Regions from separate parts of the Ovis aries genome. Here all the other regions are linked to region 3. Evidence: chromatin contacts called from public Hi-C data. All regions are on one chromosome and are shown on one strand. Each heading gives the region's core, a stretch centred on a gene start, on an enhancer-like site or on the middle of the called end of the contact. The rest is flanking DNA. Distances are from core to core; before and after follow the strand shown. Region 1 overlaps KIAA1614 (KIAA1614 ortholog). Region 2 overlaps XPR1 (xenotropic and polytropic retrovirus receptor 1). Region 3 has its middle 46 kb from the start of IER5.

The links. Hi-C and Micro-C count contacts between places; a contact is called where the count stands out from the background.
Region 1: a Hi-C map of muscle shows a contact between it and region 3, with 7 times the contacts expected there. The contact joins two enhancer-like sites. A contact is called at or near these places in 6 of 16 Hi-C or Micro-C datasets (blood, hypothalamus, muscle and 1 more).
Region 2: a contact with region 3 is called in a Hi-C map of hypothalamus, with 8 times the contacts expected there. The contact joins two enhancer-like sites. A contact is called at or near these places in 5 of 16 Hi-C or Micro-C datasets (blood, hypothalamus, skin fibroblasts and 1 more).

The regions. Positions count from the first base shown.
Region 1 is chr12:61,468,920-61,472,561 of ARS-UI_Ramb_v3.0, forward strand. KIAA1614 (KIAA1614 ortholog) reads left to right here. Exons shown (of 9, transcript XM_060396673.1): 8 at 3,163-3,290. Among named protein-coding and RNA genes, the nearest start is that of KIAA1614, 40 kb to the left of the region's middle. Within about 2 kb of position 1,417, at least 6 of the 54 cell types and tissues checked have an H3K27ac peak or open chromatin away from gene starts, as enhancers often do.
Region 2 is chr12:61,408,823-61,412,657 of ARS-UI_Ramb_v3.0, forward strand. XPR1 (xenotropic and polytropic retrovirus receptor 1) reads left to right here. Exons shown (of 15, transcript XM_015099345.3): 15 at 2,662-3,835. The coding sequence ends at 2,722. Among named protein-coding and RNA genes, the nearest start is that of KIAA1614, 20 kb to the right of the region's middle. Within about 2 kb of position 1,304, at least 3 of the 54 cell types and tissues checked have an H3K27ac peak or open chromatin away from gene starts, as enhancers often do.
Region 3 is chr12:61,644,104-61,647,810 of ARS-UI_Ramb_v3.0, forward strand. No RefSeq gene overlaps it. Among named protein-coding and RNA genes, the nearest start is that of IER5, 46 kb to the left of the region's middle. Within about 2 kb of position 1,323, at least 14 of the 54 cell types and tissues checked have an H3K27ac peak or open chromatin away from gene starts, as enhancers often do.

The DNA of each region.
Region 1 (3,642 bases), core at 167-2,666, 180 kb before region 3:
CCAGCCTGGGCTCAGCCTAGACCCCTCCCCCTCCCTCACGCCGCCACCTCTGCCAAGGCCTGGCATCGGCTGCTTGATTATTCTGGAAGCTTCCCTGTGGCCACAGCCACTCTGTTAGTCTAGCACTGCCTCCTCACTGGCATCCCTGCGCTGCCTCTCCCCATGTGGCTTCCAGGAACGTCCTTCCTGCATACAAATCTGGTCTTGCCGCCCCTTCCCCCCCCCCCCACCTTGTGGAACATCCACCATTGGTCCCTTATTATCCCCAGGGAAACACGTTGAGGCCACTCAGCATTGCCAAAGGATTTCTATAATCTGACCGCTTCTGTAATCTGACTGATCATTCCCCTAATACTCAACCCCAGTTATCCTTGACCTTGCAGTTCTGAAATCAGGCCACAGAGTTTGAACCTTCACCTGAAATATTCTTCCCATCTTCTCCACCTGCTAATGCTGTTCATCCATCAATACTTAAGGCACGGCTTCCTTCAGGAAACCGTTTCTAATTCTTCCTTGGGCTGAGCTGGGCACCTCTGCTCCGGCTTCCGTTCTCATCCTGCGCTTTCCTCCTTCATGGAACTTGTCATGTAGTATTTTGGTTTTTGTCTGTCTCCCCTCAGTGGAATGTGATTCGCTGAGGGAACACTACTTGATCTTTTGATTGCAAATATTTAGTATGATAATTAGCATAGTAGACATACGCAGTACACAGTGAATGAATGAGTGAATGAACACAGGGCAGCCTGCTAAAGTTCCCTTCTCATGTGCTAGAGGATACCAGCAGCAAACCAGGAGCAGCACCTAACTCTCAGCTAGGTCTCTGAAAGTGCTATTCTAGTCCAGGTTTTCCAGGTATCAAGTCTGTTCTCTTCCCCGCCCTTTCCCCTGGGCAGAACAAAGCAGGTAATTGCGGTTTAGGGCATTGGAGCCTTTCATTTTTCAGTCTGAAGTAGGGAAGAGAATGCAGGCTGAATGAACATTCCATTGGTCGTCTTGCATCACGTATAGTATAAATATTTGCTGGTTGGATGAAGTTGGAAGGCAAAGAAACAAAAGCAAAATGATCTCAAGCTGGGGACAAAAGCCTAGTGTAACATGGAGCTCCAGGAATTCTCTGCTTTTCTCCTGAAGTTAGATTTGTCCCTGGTGTGTCTGAGCCATGGTGCTCAGATGTATGGCCATCAGAGGTTCAGTCTGTGTACCCAAGGGAGATGATAGCCCATTACCTGCCATGTAATCTGAGTGGGCCAAGTTAGGAAGTAAGCTGGCTGAGAAAGGGTGGGAGCAAGTGCCGGGAGGACTGAGCAGCAGGAAGAATTGTTCAAGAACTAAAAAAAGAACATACAATAGGGCTCCACCTCACCGCGGTATATTCATGACCTATCTCAGGGCACACCCCTTCCTGTTGCACTGCCAAGTGTGCGTGGTGAGAGTGCAGACGGGCTTGGTTTCCACTCTGCCCTTCTAAGTAGGCAGTGAGCATCCTCACCACATGGGCGGCTCCCACGTCCTCTAGTGTCTGTGGCTGGTTCGTTCCTCCCTTTTCCCCTCCTCCCTGCCTTTCCGCTCTTGAGTTGAACATGACTTCTTCCAGGAAGCCCTTGAGAACTTCAAGGCAAGCTCAGGGCCCCCTCTTGAGCTTCTAGATGATACAACTTCCTGAGAGCACGGATTCCCAATGTGATAAATGATGTGTGCAGTATTTGTTTAGAAGTCTGCCTCTGCCTGCCTCCCACCCGCTCCCTCGGAATAGCCTCCTCACTGGGTCAGTTTCTAGAACACAGATCGGACCTTGTAATTGTTCTGATTACTATCACTCAGTGGCTCCTCTGCAGGTCAGATGAGGTCTCTCTGGGTCTGGCCCTTGGCTCCAGCCCCACCGCCCATCACCTCTGCAGCCCAGTCCCCCAGACCACAAGTATGTTCCAGAACATTCATGCCTTCTCCCATCTCTGTCTGTCTGCCTCTACTGTTTCTTATGCCTGGAACTGCCCCCTGCTGTCTTCATCTGGAGAGCTCTTGCTTCAAGTGCTGCACAGGCAGCGGCTCCTCCAGGGCCCCGAGGCTTCCCTGCACAGCGTCATCCACGCTTCTAGCCTCACACTTACAATATACACTTAGGGCTTCTGACCTGTCCATGCTCACCCCACCCCCACCGTGGTGTGAACTCCTTCAGGGATGTCAGTCTTATCCATCATGCAGTGTTTTTAGGTGCATGCTTGATAAAATTTTTAATGTCGGTGATCATAATAGGGATACGAAAGAATCACAAACTAAGATTTCAACTCTAAAATTGTGTTCCTTATTCTGTAATTATTTGATTTTACCTTTTTAAAAAATGTATGACTGTGCCGGGTCCTCACTGCCTCACGTGGGCTTTCTCTGGTTGTGGTGAGTGGGGTTACTCTCTAGGTGCACCGCGCAGGCCTCTCACTGCAGGGGCTTCAGTGTTTGAGTGCAGGCTCTAGGTATGCAGGCTTCAGTAGCTTGGTGCACAGGTTTATTTGTCCTATGATGTGCGGAATCATCCCGGACCAGATGTTGAACCCGTCTCCTGTGTTGGCAAGTGGATTCTTAACCACTGGACCACCAAGGAAGTCCTACCTTTTTTTCTGGCTCAAGGAGAAAGTTAGATTTTCTTAATCAGTGAGATAATTAGCACTATCATATTCAGTTGTTATTTCAGCCAACACATTTTTTTCATTATCTGAAGCGTCAGAGTGCCTGTATAGGCCCATCTCTTGAAGTAAGTTATGGTTATTTTGTTAAGCACTTTCTTAGCAGGCCCTCAGGTTCATGGTTGGAGTTCCCTCTCTGTCAACCCCTTGGTGGTGGACACTAAGTTGTGTCCGATTCTTACAACTGCATGGACTGTGGCCTGCATGGTCCTCTGTCCACGGGGTTCTCCAGGCAAGAATACTGGAGTAGGTTGCCATTTCCTTCTCCAGGGGATCTTCCCGACACCAGGAATCAAACCCAGTCTCCTGTATTGCAGGCAGCTTCTTAATGAGGGAATCCCTGTCAACTCCTTGCTGCTGCTACTGCTGCTAAGTCGCTTCAGTCGTGTCTGACTCTGTGCGACCCCATAGATGGCAGCCCACCAGGCTCCCCCATCCCATCAGATGGCTTTTCTTACCTGCAATATTGGGTCTTGCCCACCAGGTGTCACCCTCTCGCCAACATCGGAAAGCCACCTCCTTTCAGAACCTCCATTCTCTGCTGAGTGGCAAGGCGGACCGGTCCAACCTCTACCTGGTGGGGGAGCCAGGGGATCACAGTGCAGCTGACAGGTGAGAGTGGGCAAGTGTTTTGGAGGGGAGACCCAGAGCATGGGCGGTGGAGCTATACACCTGACTCCTTCCTGCCTTAGCAGCATGGCCCCGGGAGGGTCCCTTTAAAAGAGAAACCGGGGCCAGCTACCTGTGCCTCAGGTACCTCAGGGGTCTTAGAAGGGCACACCTCAGTGCCCTTGCCCTGAGCAACTGGACAGGGGTTGGGGCTTCTGTAGAGCTGGAAGGTTTGATTCCTCCATCCCTTTACTATCTAATGACATCCTGAAATCTGAATGTTCAGAAAGCTTCCTTGGTCCAGCTGAAGATTTGATTAAAGACCCAGAGACAGGGTCCCCAAAGAGGTCCTTGC
Region 2 (3,835 bases), core at 54-2,553, 240 kb before region 3:
AATGTCTTAATGGACACATAGTGTACAATATAATTAGTATGTTAATGCATTAATTAATTCCTACTGATTTGGCATTAAAAGTACACTGGGGAAAACTTATTGGAGAATATTTTATTTGACTCTTGAGTATATCTTCTATAAAAATCATTTTCAAGTTAGAAATTTTAAGAGCCCTGGTTCTGCCACTTGACATCTGTGTTATCTTGGCCAAATCACTTAATTTCTCTATATTATTGCTCATCTGGAAATTGGGATTAGTATGGTCCCTGCTCAGAAGGTGGCTAGGTAGATTGTTTGTTATGACTTGGAATTTACACCAGTTTCCTCACAGAAAGAGCTCAATAAGTATAAGCTACTATTATTTTTACTTTCTTAGTGAATACCTACAGCAATATTTTTATCCGTCATTGACTTTGTATATTCCTAAAAGTTGTTTGGAGGATAGCTGTACCCTCTAAGTGCAGGGTATATGTGGCCACATTTGAAATTTAGAGACAGTCGATATCACAAAGGATTGGAATAAAAGAAGGGACAGGGCAGTTTTCTGAAGGATAAGGGAGTGTTTGGATAGGCTAGAGGCACAGTAAAGACATAAAGGTGGAAATGAGGGATGGAAAGAAAAGCCATGTGACTAGAGCTTGTAACAAATAGTAACAACATTTAGCTGAATGAAGTGCGAGTGTAAAAGGCTGAAATTCAACTTTATCTTGTAGGCAGGAAGAAGTCACAGAGAATTTTTTCATAGAGTGTTATGAAAGTAATATATTCATAAGTTTTAATGGCACTGTGCAACATACATTGGGAAAGGGAAAACTGAAGGCCGGATCAACTAAAAGACCGTTGCAGTGTTCTTCAGTATGGAACATTAAAGACTTGGATTAGGGCACTTACAGGAGGACAAAAAGGAAAACAAGGAAGCATTTTAAAGGAAGTTTAAAAAAAAATTAGAGATGGTAATAACCCACAGGGAGCAGAAGAGAAATTGCCTGAGCTTCAGATAGAATTTGTAAGTTCTCCGAAGAAGAGAAGGTAGGGAAAAGCAGAGCAAGGAACTGTCTTGGGGAACAAGCACAAGCAAGAGAAAAAAAAAGAACAAAAGGGATAGGAAAAGAATGGTTAGGGAGGTCAGTAGGAAGAACGTCAAACCAAAGCATGATACCATTACATAGAGCAGGAAGCAGAGTTTGAGGAAGCAAAGGGGGGATGTGAAGGCTGGTAGAGTTAGCAAGGTAAGGTCCACAAAGGACTGGAAGACAGTGCAATAGATGGTCATCCCACTGAGCTCTTAAATTTGAAAGTTGAATCCTTGCTAGTCACCAGCAGAGGGCAGTGCAGACATACACTCTTTCTGCCTCAAAAACAAGGAAGCAGTAGATGTTTACGTTCAGTTTCAGATGTTCAGTGGAAAAACACCAGCATATTAGATTGCCTCCAGAGGAAGACATTTAGAACGCTGGAGCAGGTTTTGTGCAAAGGAAGAGAGCAGCGAATCTAAAATAAGATCGGAGACTGAATGCTAACTTTGAGACTCTTGCAACCGTTTAACACATCCTTAACATTTTTAATGTCTATTTCTACCTCTGTCGAGTAATAATGATGCCTACTTTACCTCATGGAGCTCATGAGTTGCAGAATATTTTGACTTTATCTAATACTCCATTTTTCATCCTGTGCAAGAATCTCTTTTATGGAATCCTGAATAGTTGATTATCTTATTTTGATTGACAGTCATCAGTGATAGTGAAGTTTATAACTATACAAGGCACCTGATTTTATTGTTGGCTAGTTACTGTGGCAGATAGCTTATGCTGAAACATGCTTCAGTATAACTTCAACCAGTTGATCCTGGGTGGGCTTTATAACATGACTTAGTATTCTGTCTTATGTGTGCTGTGCGAACTCACTCAGTCGTGTCCGACTCTTTGTGACCCCATAGACTGTAGCCCACCACGCTCCTCTGTCCATGGAGATTCTCCAATACTGGAGTGAGTTGCCATGCCCTCTTCCAGGGGATCTTCCCAAACCAGGGATTGAACCCAGGTCTCCCGCAATGCAGGCGGAATCTTTACCGTCTGGGCCACCAGGGAAGCCCCTCTTCTGTGTGTACTTCATCAGCTGTTTGAAGACAGCTGTCGTGTGTCTCCTTTAGTCTAAATCTGCTGGCCAGCTCTCCTTGTTTTTCATGTGTTCCTCAAGTGATTTTCCTGTCATCCTCATCTTAATTCTTCGTATTTGTTTAATGCTTTACTGATGCTTTTTATATCCATTCTCTCACTTGATATTCATACTGTCTCCATGAAGTAAAAGCAGTATTATGTAAAAAGGAATCATTATTCCTGCTTTACAGAGATGAAAATTGGCATCTCTGAGAGGTTAAAAAAATACATCATAAAACCAAACCCCTCCATTGCACATTACACATGACCTACCATTGTTGTTTCCTTCCTCTGGTTACAACCTAGTTTCTTAGTGTTTTTCCAGTAATATCTGAAATTGAATACAAAGCTCTAGGAGCAGTCTATCTGGTATAGTATATAGTGTCCATGACTGGTTATGATGTATTTTTAATGGTAGTAAGATTGAAAATATACCTAATACTTTGGATGTGTTTGTATTTTAGTAATGGACTAAGAATTTTTTTTTTCCTTTCATTACCACTAGATCCAAGGCTCGTGACACTAAGGTATTGATAGAAGACACAGATGATGAAGCTAACACTTGAATCCTCTGAAGTCTAGATTAACATCCTTGGTTTTCCTACTCTACAATTCTTTCCTCGACCAACGCAACCTCTAGTACCTTTCCAGCCGAAAACAGGAGAAGACATATAACACATTTTCCGAGCTCTTCCAGATCGGATCCTATGGACTCCAAACAAGCTCACTGTGTTTCTTTTCTTTTCTTCTCGTTTAATTTTCATTTTCTATTTTTAAAACAAATATTTACTTCATTTTGCCAATCAGAGGACATTTTAAGGAACAAAAACACAGTATCTTCTGGATTGTTTACAATCACAAGGACACAGATACCTGCCAGGATGAAGACCAGGCATTGCAAGGACCCTCTGATGGGACGGTACCGAGACACCTCGGCTTCCGCTTGGCCCGGTTTTGACTGGTTGAAACCGGACATTGATTTTTAAATTTTTTGTCAGTTTATGTGGAGAATTTTTTCCTTTCCTTCATACCCAGCGCAAAAGCACTGGCCGCACTTGCAGGGAAAGTGCAACTTAGAGCAGTACCTTCATTCACGAAGCTACTTTTTAATTTGATGTAACTTTTCTTATTTTGGGGAGGGTTGCTGGGTGGGTGGGAAATATGATGTATTTGTTACATATGGTTTTCTCATTATTTATGAAACTTAACCATAAAAGAATGATATAACTCCTGTACAATGAAGGTGGTAGCAGTGAAGACAGGGGAGACTAATGTCGGACAACATCTGAGGGTTTGGTCCACAATACCTCTTTCATGAGACGTCTTGCACCTGTTTGACTTTTCCTTCCTTCCTTTTTAATTTTAAGCCAAAGTGTTATTACTGATGTTTTGAGTTGCTGCTGCTTCAGAATCCTGAGCGTGTCTCCTGCAACAAAGCCTCCACACATGTCCACGCAACCAGTTGAAATTTATTGAAGAGGCCAGATACATTTTTTTAAGGAACAGATGTGGAATACATTTGCCCATATTCCAACCGTAACTGAAGTTACGCCTTATTAAGCTTCAACATGTAGGGTAATTGAAGTACATACAGCCTTTACCAACTTGGGATTAGAAGGCACAGCTATTTCATAGACTCTCTACACCCTCATTGGATAGTTTTTCTTCTGGGCCCACTT
Region 3 (3,707 bases), core at 73-2,572:
TGTGACTGGGCACAGAGTTCCTCTGAACCATCCCACTTCAGCCATTGCCCACCTGCCTCTCACTTAATCCCTCCTGATTCCTCTGTCACAGTTAGCCTCTACAAGGAGCTGTATGTGACTGACAAAGCTAAACATGCTCCCTCTCCCAGGGACACCTGCCCTTCAGCCCCAAACCAGCTGTGAATCTGCACGGGGGGCCCCTCTTCCATGGCAGGAGAATCCCAGTGGAAGTGGGCATGGATGGCACCACCTGGTGTGTCTTTTCGCCAAGCTGACCCGCTGACAGTGGTGAAGGAACAGGCCCAGCTGGGGGTGGTGTGGGGGAGTGCTCCCCCTCTGCCCGGTTGGAGGAAGTGAGTGGTCCAGCCTCAGGCCCCAAGCTGACTCAGTGGTTCCTGGAAGGAGGTGATGTCATGGTGACATAGCAGTTCCTCTCCCCAGAAAAGTCAGTAGGAGATCGAGTGGGTCCCATTGGCACCGAGGCCTGGGGCTCTCTTCAGAGTGACCACGTTCCTCCCCACTGGCTGGCCACTACATGCCACCTCGGTCGGTGAATCTCCAGATTCCCACAGCTTGGATCATCTGTCCCTACAGTGACTCCATATTCGGGGCAGTTTTGATTGATTCTAAGCCTTCTGCCTCTTTGTTTTTCCAGGTAAACACACTCACAAATGAGAGGAAATTGTTAGGTCTGAACATGCCTCCTGGGCTTTAGGAACGCAGCGTCGCCAGGCTGGATGGAAACCGGAACGTGGGATCCTGAGTAGCCTTCCCGTCTGCATCTATTTTCAACAACATTCCTAGCTCGGAAGAGTTGGAGCTGCGTCCCTTTATTTCTTTTGTCTTTTCCGTACTCCCCACCGGGGCTGAGGGAGTGGGAACCTAAAAATGCTTTGCGGGGGGTGGGGTAGGGGTGGCAGGCACCCCACCTTGTCCTTGTCAGGCGCTCCCTCCCTTTAGCTCATGGGGGTTGAGACATCTGCATCAGGGCCCCTGTGAGGACGGAAGCAGGCTCAGTCTGGCTTCTTCGAGGTCAGATCAGCGCTAAATTGCAAGGTAACGGCAGTCAGGCCTGGTGTGGGCTTGGGAAAAACCCGGCTGGATTTGTGAGGGCAGGGGATGCTTTCAGAAGACCCTTTCCCTGCCCCCTTGTTCACCGGAGACCCGATTCCCCAGGAGGCTGCATGTCAGACCCACGTGGAGTATCACGGGTCCTTTGTCAGCTGGAGTCTGAATTCCAAGGCCACCTCCGTGGTCCTTCCCAGACCTGTTCCGACGTTATTCGAGCGAGCCGGGCGAGACCTTACGCTGCCCGATGCTGCCCCCTGCAGGCTGTTGAGGGGCACAGCGCGCTCTACCGAATGGTGGCTTTTCATCACCTAAAGTTGTCAGAGCAGCTAATAGTCCATGAACAGGGAGAAAATTAGGCTTCTCCAAGTGAATTGGGTGTTGAAAGATACTGAGATAAATGGTGGCGGTGGTAAGGATGACGGATGCAGTCGTGTCTGTTGCAGCCATCTCCTTGAAACCCCAGCTCACAACCACCCCAGGGGAACAGCAAGTGTTTCAAGGCCCTGTCTAATGAATGTCAGAATCAGTCCTAGAGAGGTAAAACGCTGTGCCCAAGGTTATATATCCAGTAACTGCTGGAGCCAGGACCTGAACTCAGTGACCCCAGAGCTTTGTGGCATTGGTTGTCCATCACCCCGGCCCAAGAGAGCAGAATCCTGTCCAAGAGGAAGATCCCTTCTTCTATGGTGTGAACAGGGTTCTGTGGAATGAAGGTGAACTTTCCACAGCAGTCTCTTCACTACGAGAGCTTTAGTTGTAGCCTCCGCAATGTAATTTTAGGGATGCTGGCAAGACCTTCTTACCTGGAAATAGGTCCCCCACTTGCCCTTCCCATTGCTGGGAATCTCGCTATAGGAAAGCCATTCTCTTGATTAACATTGGCTAGGTGGTACTCTCTTGCTAACTGGAAATATGGTTCCTAAGGGAAAGTCACATGTTAACCCTTACATTGTAAATCTACATCTGTGGGGACTAGATTGCTTCATCCCTATGATGGAGAATTCAGGATGAGGGGAAAGTGGCAGATTGAGGGGTCTGATTGTATCCCTGGATGCCCAGAGATTCCCTACACTGAGGATATCCCAAATTAAATTCGTCTTCTCCCCAACCCTATTCTTTCTTGGACATCAATCTTCAGGTTCTCCTTCAATCCTCCACCTAATTGGTCCTGAAGTCCCACATGCCTTGTCTCTAAAGTGGTGCTTGAATCTTTCCCATGCACACCTCCAGGCTCTGGTCCTCTCAGGCCCCCATTAACTTGTCCCTGGCTTTTTCTTTTTTTTTCGGCCACATGGTATATGGGATCCTAGTTCCCCAACCAGGGCTCAAACCCTACCCCCTGCAGTGGAAACTCAGAGTCTTAAGCACTGGACTGCCTGTCCCTGACTTCTAACTCTGCCTACACTGTTCAACAAGACCCCAGGGCAGCAGTGGAAGAAGACTTCCTGTTGGTAGAATGTATACAGAGACATTACTTTGCTAACTAAGGTCCATCTAGTCAAGGCTATGGTTTTCCCAAAGGTCATGTATGGATGTGAGAGTTGGACTGTGAAGAAGGCTGAGAGCTGAAGAATTGATGCTTTTGAACTGTGATTTTGGAGAAGACTCTTGAGAGTCCCTTGGACTGCAAGGAGATCCAACCAGTCCATTCTGCAGGAGCTCAGCCCTGGGATTTCTTTGGAAGGAATGATGCTAAAGCTGAAACTCCAGTACTTTGGCCACCTCATGCGAAGAGCTGACTCATTGGAAAAGACTCTGATGCTGGGAGGGATTGGGGGCAGGAGGAGAAGGGGATGACCAAGGATGAGATGGCTGGATGGCATCACTGACTCGATGGACGTGAGTCTGAGTGAACTCTGGAAGCTGGTGATGGACAGGGGAGGCCTGGCGTGCTGCGATTCATGGGGTCACAGAGTCAGACACGACTGAGCGACTGAACTGAACTGAACTGAACTGAAACCTGATAATGCTGCGTTTCCTCTCAAGATCCTCCTCGTCGCTCAAGGAGTACGGACTCCTTAATCTTTTATTACAGGTCCCTCGGGACCCCTCTCTCTAGCCCCAGCTCCATCTCCTTCTGTATCTCCCTTCATCGCCCTTCTCCATCCCATTTCCCAGCCTGACTGGCAGACAGTTTTCCTTTGTTATCTCGAATGTTCCTTCACATCTTCATGCCTTTGCCCTTGTGCTGGTTTTGTCAGAAAAGCCCTTCCCTTTGGTGGTCAACTGACCACTCCTCAGTGAAGCCATTCCTGACTTCTATCTCCATCTCCTAAGGAGGAGGTAGAATTTTAAGTCTCAGTCTCCCTGACTAAGCCTGGATGCGTAAATGAATGAAGGATGAGTAAATGAAGTCAGCTGATGGGCGGGCTATCCATTCATTTCACAGGAAGTGCTGTTATTTTTTTTAAATGAATGCAAACCGAACCGTGGCTCCGCTTACAAATGTTGCACCACACATGTATGTGTGTACCGCGGTGGGATATGCCAACTCTGTTATGATAAATAATTTTAGGGGCCTTGAACTTACTCATACAAGCAGAATCATTTCAGAACATTGCCATGGAGACGAATGAGGATTCAAGCAGCAGGGTACCACTTAGGCACTGACAGATTTTACAGAAAATGGGCTTAGA